2 separate regions of the Sus scrofa genome follow, and region 2 is linked to region 1. The links are chromatin contacts, called in public Hi-C maps. All regions are on one chromosome and are shown on one strand. The core of a region is the stretch at or near the end of the contact, and the rest is flanking DNA. Distances in the headings are between cores, read along the strand shown. Region 1 has its middle 270 kb from the start of NR2F2. Region 2 has its middle 540 kb from the start of NR2F2.

Region 1 (5,297 bases), core at 2,178-4,677:
CTGCAGCAAGTACCTCCCTCTCACCCACTCTTTTGTTCGGAAAGATCCAACCACTTCTCTGAGTCTCAAACCAGAGCTCAAATTGGAACCATGGAATATTTGCTAACCTAAACCAGGTTAGGAAATGAAGAGGTGTTGGCTGGTCAGTGTTTGGTTTTATTACAGTGATTTTAAGACATATCTACCAGTTTTTATAAAACTATAATTATATAAATTAATATTATATAAAATAATATTACATACTAATAAAGAAAACTAGGAAGAAAACAAAAACTTATTGAAAAGTCCATTATTGCAAATATTTTGGCATTATTTCTTCCAGTCTTTTTAACTAAGGCATGTGAAGAAAAAAATGCATGATTAGGATCACTGGTATGCAGTTTGGTATGTTACTTTTTCACTTCCTACACATTTTTCCACTTTTAAATATTCTTTACATTTTTTATTTTTAATGATTACAGAATATTTATGGTGTGTATTTATTATGGTTTTACGTAATACATATTAATAATGTCCTTATTCCTCAATGAGTAGGTTATTTCTAATTGCTGCTATTATAAATAATCTTGCATATATATTTTGGCTGCCTATATGATTTTTCCCCCCTTAGATGGATTCCTTAGAAATAGAGTTATTGGATGAAAAAAATGCACTTTCACCCTTTCACCAGGAATATCAACATGCACAACATGAGTGAATTCGGAGGGGATAGGATAATATTGGAAAGTAGAAGTTTTCATAAATTTCATTGCTGTGCTTGTTAACATCTATAAAAATTATATAAAATGTAAAATATAAAAATAGACATTTTTACTTTTTTTTCAAAAAAGGAAAATTAGTTTGGATTGTCTTCTGTATGTCACCCCGAGAGTTCCATTGTATCATTTATTGCTGTCATTAGGGTTGGATTTCTGCCTTTTGGATATTTACAGGAAAAAAAAAAACACACAGATACATAGTGGGAATGTTGGAGCTTAACATACTCACTGTGATTTGCAACTAACCCAAGGGGATTTAGATACTCTAGTTTGTCAAGTATCCAGTCTGTATTTTTCACAAACACAAGCTAGGAAGAACAAAAGATTGTTATATAATACTTTCACAAGAGTATTATATGTTCTGGAGTAATACACTATTAAGTGGTACTTTGATGGCCAAAAGGAGACCTTATAGATTTCTAAGATGTTTAGCTTTATGTTGCTTTATGCCTGAATAAATTTGCATTGCTGCTTTGAAGGTATGTTTGACAGTGTTCAATATAACTAATTTAGGTTGGGAGGAAAAGGACCCATCATCTGGATTGCCGCCTCCTACCCACTTACCTATAATGGACTCAAGCCCTTCCTGGTTCATCACCTTTCTGCCTGGACCACAGTTTGCCTGATGCTTCCTTTGAACCTGATATCCCAGGCTACCTGTCTGTACCTCTTTGCATTACCTATGGTTGTAGTCTCTCAGCTTTCTACTTGGGCCTGGTCAAGGTCACCATACACTTCACCTCTTCATCTCTGGCCATCATCCCCTGCTCTTGGACAAGTCATATTTTGGTGGAAAACTTTTATTTAGCTATGGACGGTGTTGAACAGATTTTGCTTTAATGAAATGAAGTGGAGCCTGAATTTATGTAAAAGTGTGTTATCAGCACAGAGAAATAAACACAGTTCTAGGGAAGTGGAAAGCCCTTGTGTATAATTTTGCCATTTTTCACTCCCAGGGATTTGGGACTTACTGCAAAGAACCATGTTTTCAAATCTACTGATAATAGAACATATCCATATTCATTGTGGATGGGGCTTCCATTGGGAAAGTTGAAGCTTTCTTTCCTTTTTTTGGTCCAAATAGAGAAGCTCTTCAGAACTGCAAACTTCTGCCTTCTGATCCCAAGCCATTCTGGTAGATATTAGGTGTATTTGCCACAGGGAACCTTGCCCCTTCTGTAGGGAGTTAGGCAGTTCCTATGGGGATGGGAGTGGTAATGGTGGTGGTTGTGGTCTTGGCATCAAATGACAGTTCACCAGAGAAACAGGGGTAAAGAGAGGAGAAGTATGTGAATTCGCTCTATCTTTCCTCTTTGTTCAGGGTTAAAGTTGCAAACAACAGAATCCACTCTTGCTAGTTTAAGCAGAAAATGGATTTAATGAAGGAAATTAGTAGCTCACAGAATCATTGGGTAGAGGTGGCGGGTGGTGCAGAGAAACAGAGTTGAGGCTGTTTCCGGAAATATATCCCACCTCAGGCCACAAAACTGAAGCATGAGAAGACAGTTGTCATTGCTTCTGGATAAGCAGAAAACTCTCAGAATTTTTTTTGCAGCCACAGCTACTGCCCACACTGATGGATGCCAGCTCAACCTCAGGAACTCAACTCTGCAACCCTAATCTTGAGGCGTATGTTGTTATCCATTTCAAGAATATTGAAAGCTCCCCAAAGAGCCTTAACTAACTTCTCATTCAGGTGTGTCTCATGCAGGTGGCATCTTGGGAGATGCTAGAGAGCTTGAGAGTTTGAATTCTAGTCTCTGCATTTGATTTAGGGGTCGGGTGCAGGTTCTCCAGCTCTGCTGTCTAGCATACACATTTGCACAGCAGGAAGCTGTCTTCCCAATTCTATATATGAACTTGCCACCTAGCAAAGTGGTTGAATACATAGGTTTCAGAATCAGTCAGCCATGGATTCACACCCTGGCCCTGTCTGTTTCCCTTTGAGTGACTAGAAGCAAGTCTCCCTCTCTTTCTTTCTCATCTATGCTGTTGCTTCCTTATCTGTAAAATACATGTAATACCATGTACCTCAGAGGTATGTGACAGGAATTTAAACAGATATATGTGTGTGTGTGTGTATATGTATATATGTGTGTGTGTATATATATATATGTATATATATATATACATACACATATAAAACCCTTAGTATAGTTCTTTGTAATGGAGTCAGCATTTAATATATGGTGGTTCTCATTGCAACTGCTAGCAGTAAACCTGAAAGTATATGGTTTGAAAAAAAGAGTACTGATTATCAAAAGTCGTAACTTTCATCCTCCTCCTCCTCCTCCTCTAATCACAAACCAGCCTCCACTGAAGTTCAGCTTAACATTTACTATAACATATTTTGATTCATACTAGGGATTATATGGCAATAGCTGAACAATGGGGAAGTTTGAGGTCAGATGCTTCCCCAGCTGTTTCCAAAACAAACAGTTACAGGAAGCTCACTCTCCTCTGCATTAAAGCTCGGAGTGGGAAGGGGGATAAGGAGGGGGCTCTGTTACTCTAAGTTCCCTACAGGAGATGGAGAAGCAGATCAATATGTGGTTAAGTGTTTTAGCTACACTTTTATTATGTTTGACAGTGATGACAATGTAGTACGCACTGAATACAATGACTAATGCACACATTTCTCCCTCTCACACACACTGCTTCTATTTTTCGCTTGAACCTCCTCAGTGAAAGACAGTCATACAAAAAGCATGCAGAGTGGGAGTTCAGATTGGCCAGGGCCAAAATTACCCATGAATTCCAGATTTTCAGAGTTGCAGAGGGGGACCTAACTACTTGAGGCGGAAAGAACAAAAAAAGCTACATGTTCAGTAGTTAGTAGATCAACTGAGAAAAGTCTGCTTGGTCACACAGCTACATTTCTGCATTATCAAGCCAGGACTCTTTCCCATGATGTGAGCAGTCAGCATGAGTGAAGGAGTCAGAAAAAAATAAACAAGAACATCTAAATATACTGTAAATTTATGTAATACCAGGGTAAATTTTTAAACATTACCAGGGTAAATGCTTTTACTCAAGCAACTTTGCAAAATCATATTTAGATGCCACCCAGTTCTACCTCTTGGCCGGTACCCAGATGTTTCCACTTGGATTTGAGGCCCACCAGGCAGCATCCAGATGTTCTGAGGGGGCAGAGGAAGTTCTTTCATTTGTGGCAAATTTGAGAAGTGAAGATTCATTGACTCATGTAATATTAATCTTCCTACACAAGGAATTTGGAACCAAGCCGTTTGCCCACTTTCCCAGTCTTGTGTGGGGTCATTGACTTTGGGTGGGGCAGTGGGAAACTCGTTTGGCTGGGATTTCGTACAGATGGCCCCGGATTCCAAAATATCTACCACAGTTTCTGATTAGCCCTTCACAGCTCTTTGGTTCTTATGAAGACTATTTCATGGAGATGGAGGAAACTTCAGGTCTTCTGGAGGTGTTTCCTGTAATTCTGGTCCAAGTCACCATCACCACCATCATTTCATACTCCGTCTGCAACTCTCTCCTAAGGTTTGCTCTAGAATCCAGTCACTCTTTTAAAACCTTCCTATGGCTGCTCATCTCATTAGGACAGCAGATTTTTACAAAGTAAATCTTTTCAATATCTTCATAATCTTTTTCCTGGTTTCCATTTCATTTCTTCTTACTGCCCCCAGCTCTCCTGCATTGCTCACTCTTCTTTAATCATACTACTTCTCTGTTACTCAGCTATGTTTGCACACTCCTACCTGGACGAGTGAGTGGATGGGTGGGAATTCTTTGCCTCTGTTCCTTGTTTCCTTCGTCCAGAAAGTTTTTTTTTCCTGGATGTTCCCATGGCCTGGACACATTCCACCCAAGTCTCTGCCCAAATGGAAAAACCTTCATTTTTAGGGTCCCCCACTGGTCCCCGACTTACTTTTCTCCTCACCATTTCCTATCACCAGCTGACATAACACACAGTTATTTGCTTAATTGATCCTGTCTGTCTTTCTCTATCAGAATCTAAACTCTGAGAGGACAAAGTTTGTGTCTGTTTTATCTCTTGCTGTATATCCAGAGCTGAGAACTTACTTCACACAAACTGGGCACTCACTGAACAAACACTTATTGGGTGAATAAGCATAATTATGGTTATGCTTATGTTTTCATGCGGTTTGTGAAAGATTTGCTCCTACTTTATGGCCATTGATAGGATTCTTATATACTTACACTCACAATGCCTATTTTCCTGAAAAATTAGGTAAGGAATGGAGTAAACCAGCTATTTCCCAAGGTTTTCAGAGCAAGCATTAAATGATCAGAATGGGATCAAGGTCTTTCTATTTTTTTTGGCTGCTCCTTTGGAATAAATAACTCTAGGTCCTCATTAAAAAAATTGAATGGAGTTCCCTTCGTGGCACAGTGGTTAACGAATCTGACTAGGAACAATGAGGTTGTAGGTTTGATCCCTGGCCTTGCTCAGTGGGTTAAGGATCCATCATTGCCGTGAGCTGTGGTGTAGGTCGCAGACGCGGCTCAGATCCTGCATTGCTGTGGCTCTGGCGTAGGCTG
Region 2 (5,677 bases), core at 3,164-5,663, 270 kb after region 1:
AATGGGAACTCCCTTAATTTATTTTTAATATTTTCGGCAGTAATTAAATATAAAGCAATTTAAACACAAATTTCAGTACTATAATGTATGCTGAAATAAATTTGTTTTAGCCACAGGAAAGTTATAAGAGCAGATGGAACTCTGGATCTCAGGAAAGATTAAAGAGTACCAGAAAGGCTACGTATCTTGATGAACATAAAAGGCCTATTTTTATAGAGCTTTTGTGTTATATATACATTTAGCTTTAAAATACTGAGTCTGTTTAGAGCGAAGTAAAAATAATATACTGTAGTCTATATAACATAAATAAGAATAAAATGTAAGAAAACAAGAGATAAAAGTGTTAGTGCATGGTAAGTTGAAAGATATAATTTTAAGATTCTTGCATAATTTTAAAAATAGTATAATAATACTTGAGAGTAGGCCATGATTACTTAAAGATAAATGGTGAATCACTAGATCATTCTTCAAAAACAGCATGAAAATATAGCTAAATGCTTAATACAAAAGACAAAAGGAAAACAGAAAACAACAAAAAACAGGAAAGGACTGAGATAGACATGAACAAAAATTCAAGATGAAAGAGCTAAATTGAATCATACTGATAATTACTTTAACCATAAATTGATTAGGAAGTCAAAAGGCACATATTTTCAGACTAAATTAAAGAAAAAAGAACCAATTTTTTTAAAATGTGCTTAAAATATAAACAAGCTTATAATTTGAAATTAAAAGTGCAGAAAAAGTACAGTTAGGTGAACCTATAATAATATTACATTAAGTAATATTTGTACTATTTGAAAAATAGTACAGTTTTTTTTTTCATAATTTTCAAAGGCTCAGGTTCATCAAGAATTATAACAATATTAAGTGTGTATGCACCCTTAAAACTGTTATATACCTGGGGGAAAAATTTGGCAGAAATAAAGAGAAAAAAAATTCAGAGGATAGTTTGAGATTTTAGAAACTTTCAGTATCTGATTAAACAGGCAGACTTAAAACAAACAGTAAAAATAAAGATGATTTGAAAAAAACTTTTTTTTTTTTTTTTTTTGTCTTTTTGACATTTCTTGGGTCGCTCCTGTGGCATATGGAGGTTCCCAGGCTAGGGGTCCAATCAGAGCTGTAGCCAACGGCCTACGCCAGAGCCACAGCAACGCGGGATCCGAGCCACGTCTGCAACCTACACCACAGCTTACGGCAACACCGGATCCTTAACCCACTGAGCAAGGCCAGGGATCGAACCTGCAACCTCATGGTTCCTAGTCGGATTCATTAACCACTGCGCCACGACGGGAACTCCTGAAAAGCATTATTATCTAACTTAATCTAATTGACACTTATTAGATACTATCTAATAAAAATACATGGAACATTTATTAAGCAGATTAGAAATATACTAAAACATGTTTAATAATATTAAAAACTTGAAACCAATCAATTTATATTATCTGACCACAGTGGCTTTAATTAGAAAGTAATAGTAGTAACATACCATTATTAGGGACTTCTTTAGAATTCCTAAAAATTTGGAAATGTATTAGCATACCTCTACACAAACCATGAATCCAAAAATAAATCACAAGTGAAAATTAGAAAATATTTTGGATGAATAATAACAAAACACAATATATTAAATTCGTTGGATGCAGTGAAAGTATTGCTTACAGAAAAATTTATAACTTTAAATGTTTATATTACAAATTAAAGAAGATGTAAAATCAATAATTTCAACTTTCTTATTAAAAAACTTAAAAAAAATAAAAGCAAATTAACCTCAAAGTAAAAGAAAAATAATCAAAATAAGAAATTGGTAATATAGAAGACAAATTACATATAAAATTAACAAGGTTGAATATTTGTTTTTTAAGAAGATTAATAAAGTTGGTATTAATTGTCCACATAACGATCTATAGATTCAACATGATCCCAAGTCAAAGTCTGGGGATGTTAATTTGTATACATTGATAAGATAAATCACAAATGTAGATGTATATTCAAAGGACCTAGGTAGCCAAAACAATTTTGTTAAAGAAATAAAACTGTGAACTCCCAGTTCCCATTGTGGCTCAGTGGGTTAAGAACCAGACTAGTATTTTTGAAGATACAGGTTCAATCCCTGGCCTCACTCAGAGGGTTAAGGATCCAGCGTCACTACAAGGTGTGGTGTAGGTCACAGATACAGTGGGGATCTGGCATTCCTGTGGCTCCAATTTGACCCTTAGCTGGGAACTTCCATATGCTGCAATAGTGGCACTAAAAAGAAAAAATAAAAAAAAAGAAGATAAAGCTGGAGGAATTATACTACCTGATTTAAATATTTGTAAAGCTGTAATAATAAAGGTATTGTAGTTTTGTCTTAAGAATGGACATGTAGATAACTGAAACTGAATGAGCTACACATAATTAGATTTAAATATATACAGACAGGGAATTTTTGAACAATTTCAATGAGGGAAGAGTGTATCTTTAAAACCAATATTCCTAGAGCATCTTGATACCCACAGGAAAAAAATGTTAATTTCAATCCCCTTTTCCATACACAAAAACCAACTTGAGCTAAGACCAGAATGTGAGCTTAAAATCATAAAGCTGCTAGAAGGAAATATAAAATAATTTCGCAAACTTGGGATTAAAAAAAAAGGATTTCTTAGATACACAAAATATCAACCATGAAATTAATAAACATAGAATTTTTCAAAATTAATTATTTTTGGCTCCTCAAAAGGCACCATTATGGACTGGAAATATATGATACACTGCATACCTGACATTAATTTATCTTAAGAACTTTTATAAAACTCCTGCAAGTCAACTGTAAAGAGACAAAGAACCCAACTGAAAATGGACAAAGGATTTTCAGAAACACTTCACCAAAGAGGATATGTAAATGACTAATAAATACATGATAAGATACTCAGTATATATAATCATCAGACATGCTTAAATTTAAACACAATGAGATATTTTATACTCACTAGAGTGGTTAAAGTAAAAAAAAAAACAAGAGTTTTGAATTTATATATATATATATATAATTTATTTATTGTGACAAATAACCATGTCTTAATCAAAGGGAGATACCAAATAGCTTATTAGGAAAACTGCTGTGAGTTGTGCTTTGTACAGCTCGGGTCATAGAGTAATTTAAACTTTCCAATGCCAAGTACCTGGGAGGTACTTGAAGCCACAGGAGTCCCCAAAACCATCCGTCTTAAGATACAGCAAGTGTGACATTAATCAGTCATATATTTATGCAACATCTAGGATTTTGGTCTAACTGTATATAACACACACACATAACTAGATAGATATATAGATACATATATAGATAGATAGGTAGACACACGCAACTGTTATATATAATAGTGCCTGTGTGTATTTATATCTACATACATATATATATGCTATGTGTGTACATATGTTTGCAAATATGTATATTTAGGCAAGATAAGTCCTTAGTTGTTGGCTATGATGGGTGAGAGGGGACAGATATTTGTTAAATACTTTAATATAACTTAATTTCAAAATTTTTGAAGTTAGTAATACTGTCCAATTTTATGGATCAGAAAACAGAGTCATACATGGTTAAACAGTAGCATAAAATATGTCATTTTTCCTTTATTTATTACTTTTATTATTCACTTTTATAGAAATAAAAAAGGCTAGCAAATGATGAATCTATGGTTTTAATTCAGTTCTAGGTCTAAAATGTGTGTTAGCTTGACCATTGTACTTTCCTGCCTCTTGTTGGATGGTTCAAAAATGAATCATGGGGAAAGAATTGAAACCCAGAAGAAGAAAAACTTATGTTTAGGGTTGCTCTCAGGACCTTACTGGGACTCAAGTTAGAAATCAACAAACCTGAGTCATAAATTCAAGAAAGCATTGATCATACACATACTATTTGAGTTGCTTTTGTTTTTAAGTACATTTTGGCATATATTTTTCTTGTTAATCTCCACATATCTCAGTGATGCAGGAGCCAGAGGAAGATAGCGAAAATTTATAGCAAGTAAAAGTTGGCAAATGGAAGTTAAAATATACAGTACTCATTATCACTAATTTTAAAATGTATAAAATGTCATTGGTATTTTCTTTATTTCATGTGCTGCTTTTATGATTCTCTTTTACAGGACATAAAAATATTTTAAAGGCTTTCGGTTATAGGTTCATTTGCAACCTCTGTCCCTTAAATCTATTTCCTTTTTCCTCACGAGTTATTAATTTCTCCATTAGGACAGATCCTCCACAGGCACTGGGATCAGTTGTGTGGAGACCATCTGGAGTAGCAGTACTGATCCACACCCCTGGAAGACCCCTGCCGCAGAGACTGCCATTGACGAGAGCCAGGGACACCACTGCGGTGCTGCTCACACCGTAGGCCTCCTTGGCTCTGCCTCCCCACCCTCACTTCATCAGCTATGAATCACACAGGATGGAAAAGAGGAGAGAAGGCAGACAGAAGGCAGGGCTGGCCTCCTTTGGGAAAACCACAGAATCAAAACATCCCAGAATGTATTGCGGGGAAAGGAATGGGAAAACTTTAAGAAATCTTTCGTTTGTCCTTTTTCCTTGTCATATGCAGCCAGATTCGTCTTCTCCCATTAGGAAAGTTGCTGATTGTGGCCTCTAGAGAAGTTTGGGAATGGAGCACAGGCAACCAGGAGAGCACTAAACAATGGATGAGTCTCTCTATGGAAGAGGTGTGGCCCAGGGAACACAAACTCCATTTACTCATATTCGAGTAGGTAAAAGTGCAGTTTTAGCAACATGGTGATGGGTCCAATATAATTTCCGGGGGTCAAGATGAAGTGCCCTCTAAATGTTCTATTATCTCATTGGCCTCCTGCACCACAATTACTATGATTACATGTCTGCAGATGGTGATTTTGGTCTGAACCAACATTATCAATAAATATAGATGCTTCACATACACTGTATTTTAATCTGACTTACATCAGAAAGGGAGAAAACCACTCCTGAAAAGCCAGTGCTTGGAAAATCCCTGGTAAAAATTTTTCCACGAAAAGATGTGAGCATGGCTCAGGTTTGTCAGAAAGGAGCAACTGACAAAAACACTTCTCTATTATTCAGCAAGCCTTAAAAGATTTGCTTACCGTTTTTGTCGGTTGTAAGAGCCAATTTGTAAAAATTCCTCTAGGAAAAAGAATCTTACCTGATGAAGACCCTCCTGATGGCTTCTCAGAAGTTCGAAAGCCGTATTTCACATAATGCTGGGATCTTGAGTCTGGTGAAGGAAGCAGGAGAAGGTAGGGAAGACAGAAACCTTGACTCTAAAATAAAGAGGTGATTCTTAGGTCAGCAGCATGTGCTCTTGGCCGTGTGTGGGTAGGAAAGGTACAGATTTAGTGAAGATGAAATACTAGAAACAACACTAGGCAGAGTTCCCATTACTTAGAGGGAAGGGATGACAAGAAAACTATTGAGTTTGCAACCCCATTGTACTTTTAGATCTGAAGGAGCCAGACAGATACCTGTTACATTAATCGTATGGACCAGAATTTTTCTTCTACCAGCACTAAAAACATAATGAACATAATGGTCAGATGGTAACTATTCATGTTTTTATTTAAGAAAGGGGTGTGTGAGTGTGCATTTTATGTGCTAACACTAGGAAGGAAGAGGTAAGGGTGGGGAGAAGTTTTAATTTTGG

The links. A called contact is a pair of places that touch in the nucleus more often than the background predicts.
Region 2: a contact with region 1 is called in a Hi-C map of embryonic fibroblasts, with 2.4 times the contacts expected there. The contact joins two enhancer-like sites. A contact is called at or near these places in 2 of 47 Hi-C or Micro-C datasets (embryonic fibroblasts and liver).

The regions. Positions count from the first base shown.
Region 1 is chr7:83,357,039-83,362,335 of Sscrofa11.1, forward strand. No RefSeq gene overlaps it. Among named protein-coding and RNA genes, the nearest start is that of NR2F2, 270 kb to the left of the region's middle. Within about 2 kb of position 3,428, at least 12 of the 83 cell types and tissues checked have an H3K27ac peak or open chromatin away from gene starts, as enhancers often do. A contact at or near this core is called in embryonic fibroblasts, where this site is marked.
Region 2 is chr7:83,629,953-83,635,629 of Sscrofa11.1, forward strand. No RefSeq gene overlaps it. Among named protein-coding and RNA genes, the nearest start is that of NR2F2, 540 kb to the left of the region's middle. Within about 2 kb of position 4,414, at least 3 of the 83 cell types and tissues checked have an H3K27ac peak or open chromatin away from gene starts, as enhancers often do. A contact at or near this core is called in embryonic fibroblasts, where this site is marked.